Regions from separate parts of the Mus musculus genome. Here region 1 is linked to region 2. Evidence: chromatin contacts called from public Hi-C data. All regions are on one chromosome and are shown on one strand. The core of a region is the stretch at or near the end of the contact, and the rest is flanking DNA. Distances in the headings are between cores, read along the strand shown.

Evidence for each region. A called contact is a pair of places that touch in the nucleus more often than the background predicts.
Region 1: a contact with region 2 is called in a Hi-C map of the C2C12 cell line, with 4 times the contacts expected there. The contact joins two enhancer-like sites. A contact is called at or near these places in 28 of 484 Hi-C or Micro-C datasets (the AML12 cell line, the C2C12 cell line, the HL-1 cell line and 15 more), 3 of 115 datasets of contacts at active chromatin or transcription factors (the NIH/3T3 cell line, embryonic stem cells and fibro-adipogenic progenitors) and 1 of 9 other capture datasets (embryonic stem cells).

The regions. Positions count from the first base shown.
Region 1 is chr13:60,466,448-60,472,644 of GRCm38.p6, forward strand. No RefSeq gene overlaps it. Among named protein-coding and RNA genes, the nearest start is that of Gm35333, 35 kb to the left of the region's middle. Within about 2 kb of position 1,459, at least 57 of the 459 cell types and tissues checked have an H3K27ac peak or open chromatin away from gene starts, as enhancers often do. A contact at or near this core is called in the C2C12 cell line, muscle stem cells and uterus, where this site is marked.
Region 2 is chr13:60,344,460-60,350,900 of GRCm38.p6, forward strand. No RefSeq gene overlaps it. Among named protein-coding and RNA genes, the nearest start is that of Gm35333, 87 kb to the right of the region's middle. Within about 2 kb of position 3,587, at least 38 of the 459 cell types and tissues checked have an H3K27ac peak or open chromatin away from gene starts, as enhancers often do. A contact at or near this core is called in the C2C12 cell line, muscle stem cells and uterus, where this site is marked.

The DNA of each region.
Region 1 (6,197 bases), core at 209-2,708, 120 kb after region 2:
GGGATCTACCTGCCTCACCTCCTAAGTCCACACAAACTCATACCTTTTGTGTGTGTGTGTGTGTGTGTGTGTGTAGGTTCTAGGATTCAAACTCAGGTCCTTGCAAGGAAAACACTTCACAAGCTGGGCTGTCTCCCTAGCACAGATACATATAGACTTAAGGATAGAAAAGTTCTCTTTATTTGTTGTCCTTGAAGTCAGGCATATACTTTCACCCTGACCTAGTGAGGGTCATGACCTGCACAGCCCCACCCACAGTGGCCCGGTTTGTCTGGTGTATAGAGATCCTGCTCAGGGTGGTTTTATCTCCCCTCCTAGGCCTCAGGCCTCTGGGACTTGCTGGCAAATGTGGTTCTTCATTGATTCTTAGGGCTGTGTACTAAGCCTTTGCCTTCTGGGGACCCTGTCATCTATGTGTGGCCTGCAGACTACCAGGGTTCTCTGTGCCCAGCCTGCACCTTCATCTGGCTGCTCAGTCCCCTCTTGAGCTAAGCTGAACTTGGAGAAAGGCAGGCTGCTTTCTTCATGTCATTCAGCACTGACTCTAGTCCCAGACAGTCTGTTTTCCTGAACTTTCCTTCCAAGGAAGTGTGGGAGAAGGTTCTGGAAGGTGGCTACGTAAATACCACTTCAGCCAGTGAAGCCAGGACCCGTCCGGAAGTGTCTTGATTAATTTGTTTTCTGAACAGATCACAAACACTGGCTCTCCTCTGAAGTAATATTTGATGAGTTTCATAACAATCTTTTTACAGTAACAGACAAAACTGACTCATGGGGCAATAAAATTGGGCTCTCTCGCTTCCCTTGGCATAGGAAACCATTGCCAGAAGTCAATTTTTTTTAATTACCTCTCTTTTGGTGCTGTTTTTTAGCCAAGAAAATAATCAGAAAGAGAGCACTGTGGCAGTTGATGAGCAGAGGTAGTGGGTTTCTGTCCGTGGGCCGGGTGGGCCTCTGTCTGTGGGCTGTGTGGGCCTCTGGAGCAGGCTGTACAGCAGCCTGAGCTGACCTCAGCTGCCCTTTCTCAGAGCCAAAAAGAATGCCTTCTAAGCAAAGGGAACCCCTCTCTTGGGATTATAAATGACACCTTTCATTTGGTCATCTTTGATAGTTTCTGTGTTAAATGATTTTAATGTGGAAAACTCTGGGGTAAGCCAGCCAACTCCATGATGTCTCTGTGAAAACTTTTCAATCAGGAGACAAATTTGACTTGTCAAATTTGATATGTCAAAAAAAAAAAAAAAAAAAAAAAACCTACGAGAGGTACCTGGAGGGTAAGAGGACTGGCTGCTCCTCCAGAGGACCGGAGTTCGACTCCCAGCACTGTTAAGGTGGCTCCGAAGTGTCTATAACTCCAGTTCTAGGAAATTCAACATCTTCTGCAAGCTTCCACGGGCACTGCACATGCTGCACAGACATGTGTCAGACCAAACACCCACGCACCTAAAATGCAAGGCTTGAAAACAGCTGCAAAAGGAAGAACAAAAGAGAAGCAGCTCCATTAGGCAGCCCAAGACATGCTCTGAGATGTAAGTGTAAGACCTTTTCCTGCTGAGGAGTAGCTTGGCTCCCTCATCACATCAGCTGGCCCAGAGGGCTGCGTCCCTCCATGCAGCCAGCCCACTAGACTGCTGTTACAGCCCCTGTGTAAAAAACAAAACAAAACAAAACCAAAAAACAAAACAAAAAACAGCCAAAGCCACAGACAGGATCCACTGGCTAAACTTTTGGCTACATTGTATTGCTTCCTCTTTCAGCCACTCACTCACTCATTGATTCATTCATTCATTGATTCATTCATTCATTGATTCATTCATTCATTGCCGGCTTGGAGACTTGTGGGCCAGATGACCGGAAGCATAGAGAATTTATTAGTAAGCTACTTTTGTGCCTTGAACACGATTTTCCATTTTATCTTTGTTGTATCTTTGCTGTGGAAATGGCTCCACCCAGTGGTGTCCCCAAGGAATTACATGTCACATTCGTCATAATTTAACTGTCCCCGCTTTAGGCAGACAGACGTGAGTTACTAAATATTTCATAGCATTAAAGTAATTGATTTGTATGAAAATTTATTATCACCGAGATTCTCTCCCCCAACCCAAACTCCATTAGAGTCTTCGATAAACATCATGATGTCTCTCTTAACAGGGAAGAGTCAATATTGAGTTAAAGCAGCGGTTCTCAACCACTTTGGCAAACCTCTTATCTCCAAAAATACTTGCATCACAATTAATAACAGTAGAAAAATTACAGTTATGAAATAGCAACTAAAATAATTGTATGGTTGTGGGTCACCACAACATGAGGGGCTCCGTTAAAGTCATTAAAGTGTCGCAGCATCAAGAAGGTTGGGAGCCAAAGTTATAGGAAGAAAAGTCAAAGCCAGGTTTCTATCATTTAAACTGAAGTGTATTCACCTCCTAGAAGTGTGTGTGTGTGTGTGAGAGAGAGAGAGAGAGAGGGAGAGAGAGAGAGAGACTCTGAGATCTAATTTATTTTTACTAATCTATTCTTTGACAATTTGATACGTGTGTATAATGCATTCTGTTCACACTCATTCCTTCACTCTTTCTTACCCTCCTCCTATTCCACCAAGCCCCATCCCTCTTGTTTCTGTTTTGTGATCCACCAGCTCTAGTGACCGCCATTAGCTTGGGCTAGAGTGTGGAGAGTCCATTGAATTGTGGATAACGCAGAAGTGGCTACATCACTGAAGAAAATTATTTCCCCCCCCCCGCCCCCCACCGCAGTCATCCACCACCATTCACCCCCTGGGCGGAGGGGATCCTATGAAACTCTTTCCCATCTATGGCTGAATGTTTTGGGGGCTCAGACTTGTGCAGACAGCTCTAGCCATTGTGAGTTCATGAGCGTGGCAGCCATGTCATGCCCTCATGACAGCACCTTATGTCCCTCAGATCTTAAGTTCTTTCTCCTGCTTCCTCCACAATGTTCTCCAAGCTGTGGAGGAGACAATAAGGGGGGTTTGTGTAATGCTGAGCATGTATAGTGATTGGTTCTCAACCTTGTCACCAACCGCGAGTTTGTATTAGCAAATGCTCCCTGCAAAGATAAACTTCTTTGAACAAACTTGAGGATATTGCTAGACTACAGAGCAAGCATAACTATTAAGATGCAGCTTAACAAATAAGCTTAGCAAAATAAACCTAGAAGGCTCATCCCTAGAGCCAATGGCTCCCCTAGCCATGGGTCTTTGACCAGGCCCACACTGTTGGACACGAGCTCCCACCTACAAAGTGGGCCTTGTATCCAACTTTAAAACTCAGTTGGTTACCCTCATAACAGCTGTGATTTTCATCATTATTTTGTGGGTGTGAATGTTTGCTTACATGTATGTATCTGTACCGTGTGAGTGACTGATTCTTACAGAGATCAGAAGAAGCCATTGGATCTCCTGGAATTGTAGTTACAGATGGTTGTGTCATGTGAGATGTTGGGGACTGAATTCAGATCTTCTGCAAGACCAACAACTGCTCTTAACAACCACTGAGCCGTCTCTCCAGGTGTTCATCGAGCACTTTAAAGTTTTCATTGCAGGCATCTTTTGTTTCCTTGGTGTGGTGGTTTGAATGTGCTTGGCCCAGGAAGTGACACCACTGGGAGGTGTGGACTTGTTGGAGGAAGTGTATCATTGTGGGGGATGGGCTTTGAGATCCTCCTCCTAACCTCATGGGAATCAGTCTTCTCCTAGCAGCCTTCAGATGAAGGTGTAGAACTCTCAGCTCCTCCTGCACCATGCCTGCCTGGATGCTGCCATGCTCACACCTTGATGATAATAGACTGAACCTCTGAACCTGTAAGCCTGCCCCAATTAAATGTTGTTCTTATAAGAGTTGCCTTGGTCATGGTGTCTGTTCACAGCAGTAAAACCCTAAGACACTTAGATTTCTTCCCAGTTGGTGTGCTATCTGTGACTGTTAAGAAAGGAACTATTTCTTTCATTTTCCCCGAATTCACTTGTCATTGGTGTATAATAGAAAGGCTAGTGGTTTGTGTTGGTTAATTCTGTACCTGCCACTTTGTTGAGCAAATCGCTTGGGGTCTTCCCACACTCCTTCTGTCCACATACTTGTGAATCTTCAGGGCTGCTTCCCTGCAGCAGCGGGGTGAGCTTGCAGCCTCTGTGTATGAACCAGCTAGGCAGCATGAGGAACATCCAACAGAGGGAGGGCTGTGCAAGCTGTTGGGATGCCTAGGGAATTCGTGGCCCAAATAAAGCAGGGGCAGGATGATGAAGGAGCATCTATCTACCTGCAGTGGTGCAGGGCCCAGCATTTTGCCCAGAGAATGCTCACTCGTTGAACATCACAACCGTGCTCACCTAGACTCTAAGTACTGCCTGCTGTGCCCCCCCCCCCTTCTCTCCCTGGCTAAGTTATAAGTTTCACAAACCGGAGGAGCCTAGGGGAGCCCTGGGAGCTGGCTGTACCTGGCTGCCATGGCAACCGAGGGAAAAGCAGGTCAAGCCCATTTATGAATTGTGCATAAAGGTTTCTGAGTTTCTGTGACCTAGAGATTGCACTCCCTGGTGTACCTTGGAAAAGAAAACCCTCATGGGCTACAAGAAAAACCTGTCGTGGAATTTTACTGCTGAATTCCTACGTAGGAGCGAAGGAGAAACAAGAGGGAGGGTGTGGGAGGCACGAGCGATGACTGTTCAAACTATGGAGAGCCCAGGAAAAGCTTTCAGAAGAAGAGCTATCCTCCAACACTACCCTCGGGTTGCTGAACGACAAATGTGGTCTCCAAGCAAAGGCCAAATAAGAACTGAATGTAAGAGGCAGCATGATTTAAAACAGTGCCTCGGACCAGCCTTAGCATCTCGAAGGAGATGTGCTATAAAGCTGACTCTCAGCCCAAAGAATAGAGGCGCCTGCCTCACAGGAGCATCTGCCATGCAGGGAGGACTGGACAATGCAGTTGAGAGGAGCCTGTGCAGGCAGGTAAAAGGTTTGGGCTAAGCCCGCACAGCAGGGTGTGACAGAAAGCATTCTAAAAGGGATGCACATCTCTAGGTCTCTGGCTCATCTGGGGAAACCGAGGCTGAGATGACCGCACCCTCTGAGCACAGAGGATTTTTGTATAAAATGAAGGACAACTCAAAAGTCCAGCAGAGAGAGACCCACTCTCAGGGCATCACTAGACCCTGACAGAATGTAATAAATAAAACTGGAAACACACACTTGGCTGCATCTCACAGTAACGAGGGAGGGGAAACCATTAGTGTGGGATCTCTTATTATACTTGGGTTCATCTCTCACATCCCATGGTACGCAAGAAACTGTGTACAGGGCAGATGGTGTGGTTAATCTTGAGAGTCAACATGGTGGGATTTAGGGTCACCATGGGAACGGATCTCCGTGAGTGTCTGTGAGGCATCCTCTCTATTAGGCTAATGGAGCTAGGAAGACCCACCCTAAACATGGACAGTACCATCCCATGGCCCGGGTCCTAGACTGAATAAAAAGGAGAGAGTGAGCTGAGCACAGGATGACATTTCTTTGTGTGTCCTGAGTGTATCCATTCCCTCCGGCTCCTATCTCTATCGCTTCCCCACCATGGTGGGCAACACCAGGAACTGTGAGCAAAATACTTCCCTGAGTTACTTTTGTTAGGAGTTTTGTTACAAGAATAAAACACCCAACTAGCACAGCACATACCTTACCTTTACAGCTTATGGGGCTCCACCCCCAAAGAGCCATATCAGAAAGCCGTACCCAAGGATCCTACCCATGGCTGAGCCTATTCACGTGTAATCAAAACCATAATACTTCGTTTTTTTAATAAAAAAGATTGGTACACTTGTAGCAATATTTTTTACATGTAAATCCCTACGGCGCATTCTCACTACCCACCTCAATGCTTTATGCTCCTGAATAAAAGACACACACACACACAGCCTTATACTTGATATGCCTTAAGCAGCACAATAGCTGGGCCACTTCCCAACCTCCGAGTGGTTCATCCACCTCCTGCTGATAACTAGTTACCACTTATTAAACTCTACATTCTACCTTGGCTGCCCTGGACCCAGCTGGGCAGCCCTTCTGGCCACACTCTCCCGGCTCCTACATGGCAGCTAGGCCTCTCTGTTCTGTATTCTTCTCAGGCATGGCATCTCCTCTCCTCCACCTCTCCCAGTATGGTGGATCTTCTTCTCCTTCTCCCAAGCC
Region 2 (6,441 bases), core at 2,337-4,836:
GACATGTGTGTGGTATTTACAGTATTCGCAGACATTAGGTAGCTAGTAAAGAACAAAGTAGGAGGAGAAGACCTTCCAAGGAAGGGGAAATACAATACCTTGTTATAAAGGGAAGAGATGGGAGAGCAGAGGAGCTAACAATAAAGGCCTTTTGAAAAGCCATATGGAAGCCTATTTCTATAGGAGCTTCTGAAAATATACAAACAGGTAGAAGGAATTTAAATAGAATTACCGTATAATGGGGGAAACAATACACATCTATCCCCAACTTAATTCAGCTAGATACCACATGCTGCTAAATAGAACTGCCAATACCATGAAAGGTTTAAATCCAGTTGAGTCATTGGCCAAACATCATAGGCCATTGCCAATGCTACTCATTACCCTCCACAACCTGATTGGAAGACCCTATTGGTGAGGACCGCCAGTACTGATGTCATTGAACACAGAGAAATCAGCTGCTGACCAACCAGAAGTCTCTGAGTAGCATTCTTTGTGCTTGGAGGTTCCTACCATTCAGGCTTCCAGAGAAGAAAAGCGATCAACAGCCTCACTCAGCTACAACCCTATGAACAACAATGGCAGTTTGCCTTCAGGATACTGATGCAATGGCAGTTCACGTGATGGGAATAATCAACCAACTTTTAAAAATTGGATTTAAGGCCCTTTCCCTGAGGTGAGAGGCAGAATGAAGGCAAGTGTCTGAGGCAGTAGATGGCTCTAAGGAAATATTGTATGGCAGACACAATAAGGTTGGTGCACATATGAACTTACAGAGAGTCTAACCTCACAGGTAATACTTGCACAAACCAGACAACAGTCCAGCATGGAGAAGAGGGGAAAGTCCCAGCCCTAACCAAGGAACTTCTTCAGCGAGGTAACATTGGGTGTATCAACTGCACCACAGAGCAGGATCACCCGCTTTTTGTTTCTTTGGCATGCTTCATTAGGAATAACTACATCGACAGTGGAAAGCCAGAACTCTCTCTTGTCACCCAGATCACCAAGATGATGGGCCCGTTCTTGCCTTCAGGAAGCTGCTGTCTGGCGGGGTGATTGGAAAGAAGACTATACAGAGAGAAGAGTTATAAACACCCAGGCATATAAATAACACCAAATGGATTTAGTGGGCTGTGCTCAGGGGTTCAGTGCAGCACAACTAAGTAACTGATATTGGTTCAAACTTCAGGAATCTGACCCCAAGTAGTTTATTTTAGGCCCATTTAAGCACCGCACAATTTTGGTGAAAACTTTCCTGGAGATAATTAACTTAGTCCTGTGTGCAGATATAACTTAAGTGAATGTCCTTGAGCGTCAAAGTATGCTACATGAAGAATGGAGATGAATCCATGGATACTCTGGAAGGTACGTGTGACACCATCCTTAACCGCAAGTTCTATAGATTGAGAGAAACACGCTCACAGTAAGGAGGAGAAACCAATGTGGTCTCAGCCACACAGCCAGGGCAAAGGTCACCAGACTTATTAATTATATTCACTTCCAGCCTCTGGGCAGATAACAGGTTGTGCATCCCTTCATTTGAAGTGACAACTCTGTGAGTTGAACATTCCCGGCTCAAGTGTGTATCTGTGAACACAAGGACCTCTGTGCCTCCTACATTTATATTATTATCCATTCATGTGACCATCCATATACATGTGTATATATGTATATATACATACATGTATGATCATACATTTGAGAGGGAGTGGAAGAATATGAGAGAAGTTGGACATGAAAAGAGTGGAGTAGAAATTATATAAATGCAATAGCTATGTATGGAATTCTAAAAAGTATACAATAACCAAAAGATGAACTTCCAGTTGATATCGAGCAGGAAATGGTAATTTAGTGAAACGTCCAGTGTAGAGCCAGCCTCAAAGCAGGTTGAGATGACGCAGCTGATAGGACAATCTGATGAGAATTCTGAATTAATATTAAATAACACTCAAACTTTTACAAAGTTATTAATATTTAGAACAAATGAAGAATACTCAAAATGACACCAAAGAAGTATAACATGTGTAGAAGAATCAAATGAAAATTTCATGGCTGAGGAAAGAGACAGTCAAGTCTTTAAGTGACAAATGGGCTTCATTACAGAAACAAACAAGTCAGGAGGCTGGGCAAAGGACAGCACAGAGCCCAGAAGAGGAACACGGATGTACATGCAGTAAGATGTTAGCCTCACTCATGTCAGCGAGAATAAAACTATGGTTAGGCTGATTCTCACCTGTCAGAACGACAAAAAACATGAGCTTTGGATGTGCATGGCAGTGAGGACATGGATGTGCATGGCAGAGAACATTGAGAATTCTCCCAGATGCTTCAGGTCATCTTGAAAAATGTCTCTCTAATCCACAAGCTATTCAGCTTTGTGAACCTACTTGAGACCATTTACCATCTACAAGTGGGGTGACATCTGTATGGTATTATTCCTGGTGACACTGTTGCAAATCCAGGGAAGATAGAAATGATGTCATGTCTGTCAATCGGCTGCTGGGTAAATGAACTCTTAAGCATCCGTATAATGGATGGCTAAATGCTAAGGCAAACATAAGAACATGGGATGAAGCACAAGATCTTGTGTTCTTGTGTAGAAAATAGACTGTGACCCGAATCTGTTTCCATTTACATAAGCATGAAGAATCTGTGTAAGTACAAGTGACAAGGGAGGGAGGGAGTGTGGGGGTCTGCCTGTTAAAGTACTGTGTTGGTTGAGCTACATGGTATCTATGAAAAGTAAAAAATAAAATACACCAAAGCCAAACATGTGCATGAGAAGACACCACACACAGAATGGGGGAGAGAGGGAGAAAGAGAGAGAGAGGAAGGGAGGAGGGAGGGAGTGAAGGAGTGCATATCCCTTAGTATCCAATCCCAGGGCCTTATCATAGTGGTCCCTTCAAGTCTGGGTGAGGTAAACCTACCCAGGGTTTCAGTTAACAAGGCTGAGTATTGATCCCATAATATGAAGAGGCTTAATGTCAATGGGGGATATTGTTTCTTCTCAGTCTGTGTTACACTTCCTGATGATACCCGCGAGGGCACGACTTGGAGTGGTGAAAGCACTTTCTTGTGGCCGAGGTTGTGGGATCATGGTTTGCCACCCTAACACCCCACCTTGCATACCCTGTTGCTTTCTGCTCATCTCATGGGGGCTTCTGAATGTTTGAAAGAGTTCTGTCTGGACTCACCACCAGGCTTGTGCCGTACGCTGATGTTCTGATCATGTGCTTTCCTATGAATACTATGCAGAATCAGCCAGCATGGCCTTCAGTCCTGATGTCCAGACCCCAAGACTGACCCTGTCTCCATCACAAACCCTCACCTTTGCTCCGGCCCTGAGAACTTGCTTGCCACATGGTGAGGGCTCCCTTTCCTGCATCAAGAATTTGATTCTGTTTTTCTCTGGGGACAAGTGACCCTGATTGTGGTCTGTCTTCAGGCTATGCCTGGCTGTAGACACCAGGGCTCCCCCAGAGGATCAAGTTGCTTCCCTGAAGTCTCAGAATCAAGAGGCACTGGATCCTTCCATCTGTTTGATCTGGGCTGCTTCCTCTGGAGGGCACACGTGGCGTGTGCAGCTGCTCCGGCCTGTGTCTTTGGCTGCCACCCAGGACAGCTGCTAAGGGGACACGAATCTCCCTCCCTCTTTGTTCCATTGAGCCCAGGTGATTCCCCCTAATTGGCAAACAAAAGCCATTGGAATAAGGCAAAGAGAAGGCTGGCCCACGCAGAGCTCTGCACAAGTCGTTTAAAATGAAATCAATCTAGTTCCTTCCCTTCCCCGTCAGTGTTCTGAAATAATATTTGAAGTTCTGTTTGGTCTCTTTGGAGAAAGTCCAATGAATCGTGGCATAGTGGAACTATATTTCAAGCCATGATTGCACTCAGGACTTCTGAAAAGTCATTCTGACTTAGGGGTAATACAGAATACAGATTTAATAACCTGCCCTGTGACTTCTCCCTCGGGGTTTTTCTTAAGGAAATGACGATAAAATACAGACCCAACTGTATTTTCCAAGAATGGGTGTTAGTCCACAGTGGTTTTTTTTATTCTCATTTATTTATTTAATTAAAAGTTTTAGAATTATTTATTTTACTTTATGTGCATGGCTGTGTTGCCTGCATGTGTGTATGTACAGGCCTGGTGCCCACAGGGTCGGATGGTGTCAGGTCTCCTGGAACTATAGTTACAGTTGGCTGTGAACCAATATGGGGGTGCTAGGAGCTGAGTCCTCTGTGAGCATGCCCCCCAAGCCCCATTGCCATCTTCATTTAATTGTATTAGTCCACAGTGAAGTGAGTTTTTAAGTTTTTAAATGTTTATGTTTGAAAGAAAATGTACAAAGCTTTCTGTTTTGCCATTAACCTTATCATACATTTGTTTGAATAACACTCTCCTCATCATTTTTTAGCTGAACACTAAAGGGAAGGAGCCTGTCACTAAGCTAACTCCTTGCCCCAGCCTCCCAGCCCCCTCAGCCCCCAGTCCTGCTCGATCTGCTCATGGAGACCCATGCTGGATATGCTAGAGCAGGGCTTCCCACTGCTGGCTGCCAACACTCAGAGCATAGCTTGTACACACCACACACTCTGCCTCCATAACTGAACTTACACCCGCTCAGAGGAGGCATCTGCACGGTGGGGATGCGCTCTTCCATGGCCTGGCCATCGAATGAAACAAACTTTAAACTTACCTTAAAAGTGCTTGGTTATTTGCAAACAATATTTAGTGGGAGAATGGCATGTAAACTTAGTTTTAAAACAAACAAAAACACCCTCTTACTCCATGGTAGTTGTGGGTGAATTGTTGTCTTTGTCCAAGAATTACAAAAACGCTTGCTTGTTTGTTTTCAGCTGTATCCATGTGCATACTTAGTGTGTGCAGTCCTTCTCTGTCTCCAAAACGAATCATAAACTTGGTTATGGGATGGCTCAATAGATAAAGTGCTTGCCCTGACTCCAAGAGGACAGGAGTTCAGCTCCTTAGCAGCCATTTAAAAAGTCTGGCACTATAATCGTAGCACTCAAGAGGCAGAGGCAGGTGGATCTCTGAGTTACAATGTAGCCTGGTCTACATAGACAGTTCAAGCCAGCCAGGGCTATGCAGTGAGACCCTGTCTTAAACGGAAAAAAATGACTTTAATATTTTTTATACAACTCTTTCAAACTTTAATCTTTGGCACAGAGGCCACGCTACAGAAGGACATACAGTGCTGGCTCCCAGTGCCCTCGCTAGACCATGGCACCCAGTTTTAAAGTCCTGTGTCTCAATTCACCAAAGTTTTTCCCTAAAGCCTGGCTGGAAAACACCCATTTCCAATGCAATTTTCTTACAAACTAATCAGAATCTGACACTTTAAATATTTTTTTCTAACACATCAGTTACAAAATTGGTAGCTGTTGCCAAGGTAACCAAGTACATGCCATCACTCAGTACAGAAGTTTGTCTGTTCTGTTCCCTCGGACCTCAGATGGCCTGCTACTGCTTCAGCTAATAGAATATCATAAAAGTAATGCTACCTGACATCAGACTCCACACAGGAAGCCTTCTGCCTTTCATCTCTGTGTTCCACAGGGGTGTCAGGAGAAACAGAACAGCCAAGTCTAAAGAAACCCCACTGTCTGCCTCCTGCCAACTGGAGAGCAGTAGGGTAGGAAGGCCTGGGAGCCACTGACCAATGGAGCAGATTCCGGACTGAATCCAAAGGCAGAGACCCTTGATCGATGAGAGCAAATGACCTGAGCTCTTCTCACCAGGCCCTCCACACGCTGGGAGGTCCCCATGCACACCAGGGGACCATTGGTGTCCCAGACACACTCAGCAGGAACGCTCAAGCAGATACTGAGCATCTGCAACCCAGGCCACTCCATACAAAATGTCAACCTCACTCTCAAGATTGTCAGCCTTTGTTCTTAGGGTCACTCGGAGTCGCCAAGGGTGAGGAAGCATCAAGGGTGAGATGCAGCTGGAGAAAGAAGAAACAGTGCCTGGCCAGTGGTCCTCGTCTACATCCAAATGTGGAAGAGAGATCGTTAGCCTCCCTCACTGTGGACTGAAGGGTGGGCAGAACATCCAGGGAGGACTCTCTAGCCCCCTACCTGCACCCAGGCCAGAGGAATCATACTTAGTTACCCGAAGCCCCTCACTCTGGCAGTGATTTTATGACTTTGTAGCTCTCTGGGTGATAGTTCTACTGAAATGCAACATTTGGAAGGCTTTTTAAACAAGTTCCTTAAGTTTAGACCTCGGTTTCAATTTAGAAACAGATACAAGTGCTTCTTTATGGCTTTGGCCATGGCAACAATAAACACTCTCAAACAGCATTCCCAGAATGCTCTTGGGCAGAAAAAAGCGTCTATTTAAAAAGGATTGCTCTTGAACACTTATAGCTTTAAATGTCTCTTTTTCTAATAGGAACAGATTAAGTACAT